Linked DNA regions of Mus musculus: regions 1, 2 and 3 are each linked to region 4. A link is a contact called in public Hi-C and HiChIP or PLAC-seq data. All regions are on one chromosome and are shown on one strand. Each heading gives the region's core, a stretch centred on a gene start, on an enhancer-like site or on the middle of the called end of the contact. The rest is flanking DNA. Distances are from core to core; before and after follow the strand shown. Region 1 has its middle 22 kb from the start of Gm36520. Region 2 overlaps Papss1 (3'-phosphoadenosine 5'-phosphosulfate synthase 1). Region 3 overlaps Gm36443 (a long non-coding RNA gene). Region 4 holds the start of Hadh (hydroxyacyl-Coenzyme A dehydrogenase).

Region 1 (2,744 bases), core at 20-2,519, 400 kb before region 4:
TATCTTGCCGACGTGACTTACGTCCCTGAAGAATTTTATTAGAATGTCTGTTGTGTCTGGCCAGTAGATCACAACATGGGTTCTAGCCTGGAAAGGCATTTTGGAAACCTGGAAGAGAAGAGGGGCTGGGCTGCGCTAGTTAAGGAAGGAACCAAGACAAAGCTCTCTGCTCAAGGTTCAATTTTTACTATTTTGGCACTCAGTTATAAAGGAAGGGGGAGGGGCCCAATTCCCGCCAAATAATCTTGGAGTCCAGTAGCAGGGTGATCACGTGATGGCTTCGGAACAGCAAAGTGGCAGGTTCCAGCAGTAAGCGTGGCAGAACGATTGAGCGGGAAACTCCACCCCTGAGCAAGCAGGCTGAGGGAGGGGAGACTACAAATGTCCCCACTCAATTACTTAGGGATATGTGTTGTTGTATTTGGTGACAAATTGGGTTAAGTTGGTTTGATTCTTTTCTAGGACCACTGCCTGTTCCTTCGCATGATGTGAAAAAATGGGATCTGTGATTTCCAAAGCAAATCTGTACTTGGCTTTCTTATTGTCCTTGACATGTGTGAGGGCACTGTTAGGCAGCTGACAATACTTGTTCATGGGATCTGGGTCGTTGGAGTCTTCCCTCTCAATCCACACTCCCTTCTCTTGAAATTACTATCTGTATCTAGCCATTACCCAGTAGGGCTGGCATCTGGCCAAAATGTGAAGTCCCCCAGGCTCAGTACAAGACTCTGAGGTACTCATTACCATCCCTTTCCCAACACCCCAAGCTACACCATTCCCACATACTAAAGCTTGTAAATGGGGCACGGAAGCCAAGGAGGGCATTGTCCTCAGCTCGCCCGCCCGCCCGTTCTCTTCAGCCACAACTGTGGCCAGTGCACAGCCCGCAGGAAGGAGAAGGTGGAGCATCTGTAACCTGAGAAGAAAGTGGGGACCACCCTGGGTTTTGTGGCACAGAGATAGCAGTACAGAGGTAGGTGGCTGCAGAAGGTGCTCGAAGCTCAGCCTGGCCCACGACTGAAGACTGAGGTATACAAGGTATGAGCCGTACAGACAGGTATGTTGTCATCCACGCGGTGTAGAGGGTCTGGAACGCAGCTCCGAAGGCTCTACTGAAACATTATCCATAAGCACGTTAGCCACTTTGGAAAGTAACATTGAAAACTGAGACCAGCCCGGCTCTGATGAAACCCGTGTCTTCCGGATACTCTGGAAGGATGCTCAAATTACAAGTGATACAGAAGCCCCGTGAGGAAGTGAAAGGGGGCCCCCATGGCATGTTCTGTGCTTCTTCCCTATTCTGTTTCCTGGTCAGAATCCTCATGACTGTGACACACAGTCACACAGCCTTCCCATTCTGATTCCCATTCTGATAAAGAAAATCACGCTGTATCTTACTAACCCAGACTCCGTCCCAAGTCCTTCCCAAACTCTTGACCACAGGGGAAAGGTCAGGGCTGGAAGACAGCGACTACATCTCATGGGGTTATATGCTGCAGCATCCACTCTGGAAACAACTGCCAGTGGTTGCCCAGAAGAAGGCACGCCAATCTGCAGACTGCACTGTAAACACAGCCTTCGTGATCCTGAGGATGGGACACAATGGGGGGCAATGACACACCCCTTCATTACAGGTAAGATTTTCATCCTGCTTCCACCCCCGCACCCCCTCTACTGAATTGGGGTAGTTTACAACTTGAGGCCTAGTCTACTTTATTCCTACTTGGTTGGTTTTCCTCTTAACCAATAGTATCATCATCGATAATAATCATGGTAGCACTTACATGTGCCCATATTATTGCTTGTTTAAAGTGTTATTAGAGATTGCGTATGACCTCGCTGGTTATATGATGATTTTATAGAGAGTTAAGGGCACTATTAAAGATTATCTATCAATTACATCTGAAGACTGGAATTTTCTCGCTGTCGGCATACAAGAGACATTGATGGCTAGCACGGATTCAAGTGCCAGTTAGAATTTGATTTTCAAAGAATAATTTTGGACCTGAAGAGATGTTTCAGTGGTTAAAAGCAGGACCCAGGTTCAATTCCCAGTACCTACATGAAAACTCACAACTGTCTATAATTCCTGTTCCAGGGAAATCCAACCTCATAAAGACATACATGTAGGCAAAACACCAACGCACATAAAATAAAAATTAATTAGTTAGTTTTTTAAAAAGAAATAATTCCCCCCAAATATTAAAATTTTGTTCAATGAACGGCCTTTTGTGCTGATCAGGAGAAAGGATAGGGAAAGCTAATACCGCTGAGACTTATTAAGTGAAAATCAGGTTTTCATGGATAATACGCATTGATCTTAATAAAGCTCCCAGTATAGGAGGAGTTGGGTAATTCTGCTGCCCAAGATCACAGAGATACTCTCTGGCAGATCCAGAAGTTAAATGCAGCTCTGTGTGGTTAAACATATTTTAGTAAAAGGCCTGAATTTTTTATGTGAAATGCAAGACATCAAGAATTCCCTAACCATAAGTATTCAGCATTTTAAATTATTTGACAAAATCAAATACAGTTGTCCCTCAGTTTCCACGGGGGATTGGTTCCAGGACCCCCTGCAGTTACCACACTCTGTGAATGGATGCTCACGTCCTTTAACTGTACTGTGTGGGTATAACCCATGCACATGGTGCCCTATGTTTTAAATCATCACTGGATTACTTATAATACCTAATACAATGGAATTCTATGTAACCGGTTCTCGTATGCGTTGCTTAAGTATTAGC
Region 2 (2,700 bases), core at 13-2,512, 320 kb after region 4:
CATTTAAAATAAAAAAAAAAAAATATGTGTATGGGTGTTTTGTCTGCAACTCTGTCTGTGCACCATGTGTGTGCCTCGTGCCTGCAGAGACCAGAAGGCGGCATCGGATCCCCTGAAACTGCAGCTACAGATGGCTGTGACCCGCCATGTGGATGCTGCGGATTGAATCCAGATCCTGTGGAAGAGCAGCCAGGGCTCTGAGCCGCCGAGCCGGCTCTCCAGCCCTGTGTCTGCACTTTTAAGGTTCACTTTGTACTTCTGTTAAGTAGTTGCCTCGGCTCTACACAGACTTTGTAGGGCTCGCCTCCACGGAGCAGGTGCTTGGTGCTCCCCTGGAGTGCTCCCCAGTGCTCAGGAGCAGGTGCTTGGTGCTCCCCTGGAGTGCTCCCCAGTGCTCAGGAGCAGGTGCTTGGTGCTCCCCTGGAGTGCTCCCCAGTGCTCAGGAGCAGGTGTTTGGTGCTCCCCTGGAGTGCTCCCCCTTGCTCATGGTGTTTGTATTCATTCCAGAAGCATTTGCTTCATCTTTTCAGAAGAAAACGGAAGCAAACTCTTTTTTGTTTTTAAAGATTTATTTATTATTATACATAAGGACACTGTCGCTGACTTCATACGCACCAGCAGAGGGCGTCAGATCTCATTACAGACGGTTGTGAGCCACCACGTGGTTGCTGGGATTTGAACTCAGGACCTTTAGAAGAGTAGTCAGTGCTCTTACCCACCGAGCCATCTCTCCAGCAGAAGCAAACTCTTGATCTTATATTTAGCATTGGTTCTCCTCCAGAAGAAATGTATATATACCACATTGTAAGGCTAAAATCCATTTAAAATATCGTTAGATATGAACCTGCAAAGGGAAGAATTTTGTTGAATGCATGTGATGAAAAATTACTTCGGTCGAAAAATAAAAATATTTTCCGGCGGCTTGATTTTGAAAACATAACTATCGCCTCCATGTTGACATTTGAAGGCACATATGACTAAACTCGCGTATGTATGTATGAAGCACAGTGCTTGCGACTGAATTCCTTTCTGAGATCGTTTGGAGTCACTGGTGTTATCTCTGCCTCTCCCTAGTCACCTTGGAGACACGCAGCTTTCTCCACAGATCATTTGTGTGTCTGTGGGCTGATGTGGTCTGGTCGAAGGAGCCTTTTAGTTGTAGCAACACTGGCTCCTTTGCAAGATCTTGCTGTGCTCAGGCAAGCAGAGTCAGGTGACCCTCCGTTGTGTTTCTGAAGAGACAGGGCTTGCCCCTATTTGAGGAAAGAGTACTACTCCAACAGCTTCAGCCATGGGCTTGGAACATCGCAGTGGGCCGGCCCTACTGCCGTGAGTCATTGGTTTTTGGGAGCTGCATCTTGGCAGAGGAAACCAGCTAGAAATTAGAATACTTATTAGATACGCATTGTATCAGATGGAGTTGGAAGGACGCTTACTAAGTGCCTCTCTTCTGACCTCTCTAGATTGTTGACAGCTATCCACCAATAAATGTGGGAGAAGGGAGAGTTTCAGTAACCCCCCGCCCCAGGTGCCCTCCCCAACCCTTCCACCGTGTAATACAGCAAAGAAATGGCAAAACAAGCAACTGGAGAGTGGCTCTTCCCAGGGTGGGGCTGAGACTGGCTTTGTGGACACCCCACGGCATTTCTTCCCACACCGTATACTCTGATCTTCCAAGTGCCAAGAGCTCCAAGGCCATGGCAGAGGAGGGAGGCTCTCTGTACGCGCACTGTAAGAGGGCTTGAAGAAGTAGGTTTACAGCTGTTCATATCTCATCAAGAGAACTTTTCCAGGCCAAACGGAAGTGCTGACAAGCTTTTTTGTGAAGAACATTATCAGTGCGCTGAAAGATTTTACATAAACTAGAAACCCTTAGACTTATTAATGCTTAACAGAATTTATTTTTGAAAATAAATTATAACAAGGCATTTGGTAAAGTTTCATAGCTTAGTTTTTAATGGGGGAAATCTAAAGGATAATTTTGGAGTTGGAGTTCCAACTCTAACACCTATCAATTGATTTTTTTTTTTTTTTGGCCTTGGAGAAATGACTTTATTTCTGGCATCATTTTTAAATTAGTCATTAGAAATAGTACCTGCTTTGGAGGTTACTGTGAATTCTGTGAGCGAATGGACTGACGTGAGGAGCTAAAGCCAGACCCTAGCATGTACAGACACAGGGAGTATCGCCATCACCATCTCATTTATTACCGGTGTGCTAAGTGCGCTGGAAGGCGTACAGTGTGCATTTGCTAATGTCTCCAGCCTTAGAGCCCTCATTTGTAGAGGGGCAGACAGTGATGGCTTCTCACGCCTTGATAGGCAGGTCTCAGGACAAATGAACAAGTCTATGGGAAGCCTTTAGGGCAGTATGTATCCCTGTAAAGGCTAGCGTCTCAGTTCAGACACCATGCCACCTCGTTCTCACAACAGCCCTAGAGAGCGTGTGTCTGATCTTTTTTAAGTGGTTGGGGAATAGAGGCACCGTGTGGTGAGGAAGCCCGCTCCAGGCTGTGGATTTAGAATTGGGGCACAGATCGCAGATTCTTAGGTAAAGAATGTTCATATCTTCTTTTCTTCTGTCACTACAGTAGCAGTAAGAACATAGGAATAACTGACGTATAGTGTCCTGCTACCTTCCATCTCCTTTTGGTTTGAAAATGTGTCCCTTATATTTCGTGACGAGTTTTCTGACTTCTGT
Region 3 (2,700 bases), core at 146-2,645, 480 kb before region 4:
AAGAGATATGCATGAGGCGAAAGAGAAGGCTGGGCAGATTCCATGACAGACTTCAAATTGACAGTCAAGGAGACTAGGCCTAAAACCTGGGTAAGTCCAGGCATGCCTAGGGAAGTCAATTACTAATAGAAAAAAACCCAGGCTCCAGCCTTCATGCCCAGGTCATGGAATGTCCCAGCCGCCCGGCCTGAAGCAAGGACCATGGGTCAGCAGTAGTTTCCAGACTTCCTGAGCTACTTTTTCAGTAACAGTTCCCAGACCTTCCCAGCAGGTTTCCAGCCCCCACACCTCAGTAATGGGATGTCCCTAGAGACGGACCCAACAGATTTAACACAGAGGTCACCTACCCCAGAATTCCCTGATGTGCTTTAAATCAGGCCTGCAAGCTCACTTGGGCGTCTCTCTTTCTTGGTAATGGGGAGATCCCAGCATGCTGGACTTCTGCAGAATAAAACCCTCCTTGTTTACATACTATCTGAGTTCAGAATGCTATTCTTCAGCAAATCGTGGATCCTTACACTAAAACTGCTTTGTAGGTCTGAGGTGGTAGATTTTTGGCAGTATAGTCCCAGAATATTCCATACTACAGGCTGGCCTATGACAACTTTCACAAGCACCTCTTCTTTAAAAAAATGAAACGAAAACTGTCCGTCCACATTGGAATAATGACCATTCAACCTGCACCTTACAGCACACTTTCTGTTCAAAAGTTCCACCTTTCCCTTTTGATTTCTAAAGAGATACGAACAGGTACTAAACTTGGTGGGATCTGTGGGCCCTTTATTTTGTGCCTGCTGGAATGCCAGCCCTGGGGGGAAGTGGGGGGACGGGACGGGACACGGAAACAGCCCAGCAGAGTGGGTTCCACTGACACACCACACTCTGTTCTCTCCTAGCTTTTACGGCTCCTCTTTGGAGCTGGAGGGAGTTAAGATCTGCTTTGGCCTTCAACAGATGAGTACATCTTCCAATGATGTCCACCTCCAAGTCCAGTTCATGAAATTAGTAAGGATGTCCCCATCTCAACAGATGGCTAATTGTGAAGCCAGGGCTTTTGCTCGTGTGTGTAAATGAGCCTGGCTATCAGCCTGAAAGCTGTTCATTTTAGTATTTTTTTTTATTTTTACAAAAACAATCAAAACTCTAAAGTGTCTCCTGTCTGGATGGATATTACCATCCCCACCATCCAGGTGACGGGGGTTTGACACACTAAGAACCTCTCCTTGGTGGCTGCCTCTGACACATAGCCAATTGGCAGACATTGCTCCCGGGTCCCCCTCAGCGGTTTGCTCTTCTAAAACCGGAAGAAAGCACACAGGAGTCCCCCTTTGCATGCCCCAGTGACCTATGTGAGTGAATGCTGTTTTATTTCCTGTTTCTGTTAGACTATATGTGGCACTTTCCCCACTGTTTCCTCAGTCCCAATCACCCACATGTCTCAGAAGAGTGCCGGAACCCGGGTGATTACACTCTGTGGATATCGGAGCCAGTGGGCGTTGGTTTGTCAGGCGCAGGCATATTAGCAGATAACAGAGAACTGCTTAGGCACACACACTTAATTGGTTACTTTTAGTCACACACATACCTAGTTTAATGAGAATCACTCTTCAGTTGATATGAGCTAGTTTACTGACTTCTAATTCTTAGCCTTTGCTCTGTAAAAGCCAGTCTTCTTTCTGCTTTGTATGTATGGCCTTCCCCACGCCTTTCCTTCTGCCCCTAGCACCCCAGGTTCCTGCATTCCAGGCTGCCTCTGTCTCACTAGTAGCAGAGGATGGCCTTGAACTCTCTACCCTTCTGCTTCCCCCTCTCAAGTGCTGAGATTACAGCTGTGCACCACCTGGCTGAGTGCAGACTCATTCATACTTTAAGGCGGGACTTCCTAGAACTATCTTCCTATATAGTTTTCACCTAGCCATCTTCCCCGTTCTCAGGGATTTGCTAAGCACATATCATATTCGTCAATCTGATGCCAGACATTTATTCATATTTCATTAACTTTAAAATTATAATGATCCCCCATTGAGGCAGCTCACAGTTAACTGTCAGCTAGATGCTGCCCTGGGGTTGGTTGTTTTACCGGTTGGCATAATGAGGCTCTTCGAATTTCTGTCCACTGACCTCTTATGGACCATTGGAGGAAGGCCTGCAAACGATCATTGTCTGGTATCTAGTATTCTGTTGGGGGAGTGACGTCTTAGTGCTGATGTCCATGGCTTGAGAGGAAATCCCACGGCTAAAACAAGAGCTCTTTGCAGACACACTGTCCCCTCAGCACTCTGGAGGCACGGGCAGTGATGATGTACTTAACTCAGAATTGGACTCTGGGTGTCAAGTTTAGGAAATTGAACCTATTTCTTCAGATGATGTTTTCCTTTGTGTGGATGTGTAAGAGGAGTGTGCCAAATGGCTGTGGGAAAATATGTTGCTTGAACCAACCAGGGAAATGTCTAACAAAACCCCGCGCTTTGATTTTATTAAGCATCGGGTCATCCTTAGGGGCTCCCTGCCCCTTACTTTTTCTTTTAAGATTTACTTTGTTTTTCAAAGATTTTGTATGTGTGAATGTTTGTCTATCTGTGTGCCTGGTGTGTCCCTGAAGGAGGAGACCATGAAGGCACTGGATACCTTAGAACTAGAGTTCCTGCTGCTTGCGAGCAGCCATGTAAATGCTGGAAATGAAACCCAGTCCTTTGCAAG
Region 4 (2,700 bases), core at 57-2,556:
ACATTGTTTAAGGGATACATTGTTTTTCTTGGACCTGGACAACCAATCTCATTCCTCACAGCCTTGAGTTTTTGTGGTGCAGAGGGATACAGCAGACTAGCTATATTTTCTCCAGCATAGCCATGTATGGTTTTTGTTGTTTAATTTAATGGACTTTGGAAGGAAGTGCAGTCAAGGCTAATAAATAGCAAGCATGCAAGTGTGCATTTGGTTGGGAAAAGACACTGACCTGCGAATACCCTCCCTAATTAAAATTAGGTAAGCCCTTCACTGCCACAACACTCAAACTGCAAAGGCCTCAAAAGATACGAATATAATAGCAAGTTCATGGAAAAAGATCAGAGCTCTCTACTGTGTGTAGGAAGTTAACTCTTAAGAGAAAATGGTACTACAGACATCGCAGTAGCCAAACTGCACAGTTGATTTTGAACTGTGCCTCAGCTGGCACCAGGCAAAGTCCCACAGAAGCCGATCAGAGATTAGAGACGTCTCAGAGCATAAACTATGCTTATCTCTGTCGCCCACTCTCTTGAGGTTCAGAGCTGGACAAGCACGCAGATTTCAGCACCGGGCACTGGGTCAAAGGTCAAAGTTTCCTGGCCCAGGCCTGGGCGGAGTCCCAGCAACTCCACAAACTCCCACTAGGTGACTTTCCAAACTGTTACAAAAGTGAAGGCCAACGAAGGAAACTTGTGGGAGAGGCAGGACACTTGGAAAGAAAAGTGCCCAGACCAACACCCAAAGAACTGTAAAGAAAAAAAGAAAGAAAGAACAAAGAAAAAACTTATCAGGAAAACTAAAAGAAACCGCAGCCCAGGTCTTGGCGAGCGGATTCCTGTCAGATCCAGGCAGTGAGCAAACACTCTGCAACTTTGCACGCACAACTGTGCACAGTTCAGCTCCAGTGTGCACGCGTGCACCAGCGCGCTCCACCGAGCCTTCCCCGGCCCGGCAGTTAGTTGAGAAGCATGCACGTAAGGATCGGGCCGAAGGCTGTAGTTCTGGGACACTGAAGCATGCTGCACCTTCTCGGACTTCATCAAACTATTTCCACCACACCCGGGGCGCGAGGCCCGCTCACCTGCGCGATGCCGGCGCCCATCAGCCCGCCGCCGATGACGGTCACATGCTTGATCAGGATCTTCTTGGCGGCCGCCGACGCAGAGGAAGAGGAGGACATGGAGCGCAAGAATTGCCTGGTCACGAACGCCATAGCTCAGTGCAGCAGCCGAGGAGGAGCAGTGGGGACAGCGCGAGAGGTCCCGGAGCGTCGTGGGCGGGGTCGGCGACGTTGGGGGCGGGGCCTCGAACACGCCCCACCCACCCGCCTCCTGCACAAGCTGCAGGTCCACCCCGCCCCCCCCCCCAGAGGGCGGTGCCAGGACTCAGGCCAGCATGGACTCCGGCAAAGCAGGGACCCACCAAGAGACAACCTGTAGTTGCCTTCACAATCTGGTGGGCTGGAGTTGTGATCGTGAGAATTGTGTTTAGAATGAGGACGGTAACCCCGGATAGAGAACACAGGAAGGGAAAGCCTGGCTATTGGCCAACTTTCTGCCTAGTACTGTGCTAGTGATAACAGAATTACTGCTGGTTTTACTTCTAAGCGTTCATCTGGTGCCCCCAAACTCACCGTCCAGAGGAAAGCCATCCGCCTTTCACCCCACTGGAAGAAATGATAGTTAATCCTGTGTGCAATGAAGCTCCCTGCAAAAGTCTCATCTGTGTCTCACATTCTGCAGAATAAAACTAACTTCCTGTCTGAATGTTAGAGCTCGAGTCCAAGTTCTCTCGGGCTGTTTCTAGTTACCCACCTCTGTATCTAACTTAGGTTACATCGAACTTAAGCAATGTGTTGCCTAGCAGACCACTTGCTCCCATCCGTCCCAAACTAAAACAGTTAAAACAACAACAACAATAACAACAACAACAAAAACAAACAAACAAACACCGGCATAAAACCCTAGGAAAAGAATTACTTGTTCCACTGTAACCTGCCTGCCCAGGGTCTTCAGCAATGTTCTGTAAGCCGATGGCTTTATGACCTTCTTGCTCTGTAGCTATAAAAAGTTTATGTAACTCTGTCAGCAGTGAACCTTGTCCTTCAGAATTGTTTCCATGCCTGTTCCCTGCCTCGGGCTCTTGCATGTGGCTGGGAAGAGACTCTCCTGCACTCCCTTTGAAGCAGGGGCTATGTTTTGCATTGACCCTTTGAATCTTATTTTTATATTTAATTCTTCAAAATAAGCAAAGCCTACTGAGTGCTACATTCCAGCCAAGTCACAAAAATAAAATAAAATAAAAGATACTAGGAACGGAGGTAGAAGGCTACCCACAGAAACCCAACAGCTTGAAGAATGAACACGTTTATGAAGGAAGGAAGGAATGTGTACAGCAGTCTGAGGAAAGATGCAAGACAGAGAGGAGAGGCCCCTATGGCTGAGTTGCCACTGAGAGAGGACAGCACATTTCCAGGAGGCTTGATGAGAGGGTTGCAACTCTTAGTTGTCATTTGGAAAGATGAAGTATAATCCAAGTTTGGTGCTGTGATACTATAATTTTCTCTTTCTTTCTTTCTTCCTCCCTTTCTCTCTTTCTCTCTTTCTTTCTTCCTCCCTCCCTCCCTCCCTCCCTCCCTCCCTCCCTCCCTTCCTTCCTTCCTTCCTTCCTTCCTTCCTTCCTTCCTTCCTTCTTTTCTTT

Evidence for each region. Hi-C and Micro-C count contacts between places; a contact is called where the count stands out from the background. HiChIP or PLAC-seq counts read pairs in DNA pulled down with a chosen protein or histone mark.
Region 1: a contact with region 4 is called in an H3K4me3 HiChIP or PLAC-seq map of bone marrow-derived macrophages, with 2.5 times the contacts expected there. The contact joins the enhancer-like site here to the promoter of Hadh in region 4. A contact is called at or near these places in 2 of 39 promoter capture datasets (the SN4741 cell line and pre-B cells) and 7 of 115 datasets of contacts at active chromatin or transcription factors (the 230-238 cell line, bone marrow-derived macrophages, embryonic hindbrain and 4 more).
Region 2: a contact with region 4 is called in a Hi-C map of muscle stem cells, with 2.1 times the contacts expected there. The contact joins the enhancer-like site here to the promoter of Hadh in region 4. A contact is called at or near these places in 1 of 484 Hi-C or Micro-C datasets (muscle stem cells) and 4 of 115 datasets of contacts at active chromatin or transcription factors (the 230-238 cell line, bone marrow-derived macrophages and embryonic stem cells).
Region 3: a contact with region 4 is called in an H3K4me3 HiChIP or PLAC-seq map of pro-B cells, with 7 times the contacts expected there. The contact joins the enhancer-like site here to the promoter of Hadh in region 4. A contact is called at or near these places in 3 of 39 promoter capture datasets (hippocampal neurons, pre-B cells and second pharyngeal arch cranial neural crest) and 10 of 115 datasets of contacts at active chromatin or transcription factors (the SCID.adh cell line, bone marrow-derived macrophages, embryonic basal ganglia and 7 more).

What each region holds. Positions count from the first base shown.
Region 1 is chr3:130,872,687-130,875,430 of GRCm38.p6, forward strand. No RefSeq gene overlaps it. Among named protein-coding and RNA genes, the nearest start is that of Gm36520, 22 kb to the left of the region's middle. Within about 2 kb of position 1,270, at least 25 of the 459 cell types and tissues checked have an H3K27ac peak or open chromatin away from gene starts, as enhancers often do. A contact at or near this core is called in bone marrow-derived macrophages, where this site is marked.
Region 2 is chr3:131,594,424-131,597,123 of GRCm38.p6, forward strand. The region is part of intron 5 of Papss1 (3'-phosphoadenosine 5'-phosphosulfate synthase 1); the gene reads left to right. Among named protein-coding and RNA genes, the nearest start is that of Gm36917, 8.2 kb to the left of the region's middle. Within about 2 kb of position 1,263, at least 22 of the 459 cell types and tissues checked have an H3K27ac peak or open chromatin away from gene starts, as enhancers often do. A contact at or near this core is called in muscle stem cells, where this site is marked.
Region 3 is chr3:130,795,321-130,798,020 of GRCm38.p6, forward strand. The region is part of intron 2 of Gm36443 (a long non-coding RNA gene); the gene reads right to left. Among named protein-coding and RNA genes, the nearest start is that of Gm36443, 7.3 kb to the right of the region's middle. Within about 2 kb of position 1,396, at least 57 of the 459 cell types and tissues checked have an H3K27ac peak or open chromatin away from gene starts, as enhancers often do. A contact at or near this core is called in bone marrow-derived macrophages, pro-B cells and regulatory T cells, where this site is marked.
Region 4 is chr3:131,270,795-131,273,494 of GRCm38.p6, forward strand. Hadh (hydroxyacyl-Coenzyme A dehydrogenase) reads right to left here and starts at 1,307. Exons shown (of 8, transcript NM_008212.4): 1 at 1,082-1,307. The coding sequence starts at 1,213.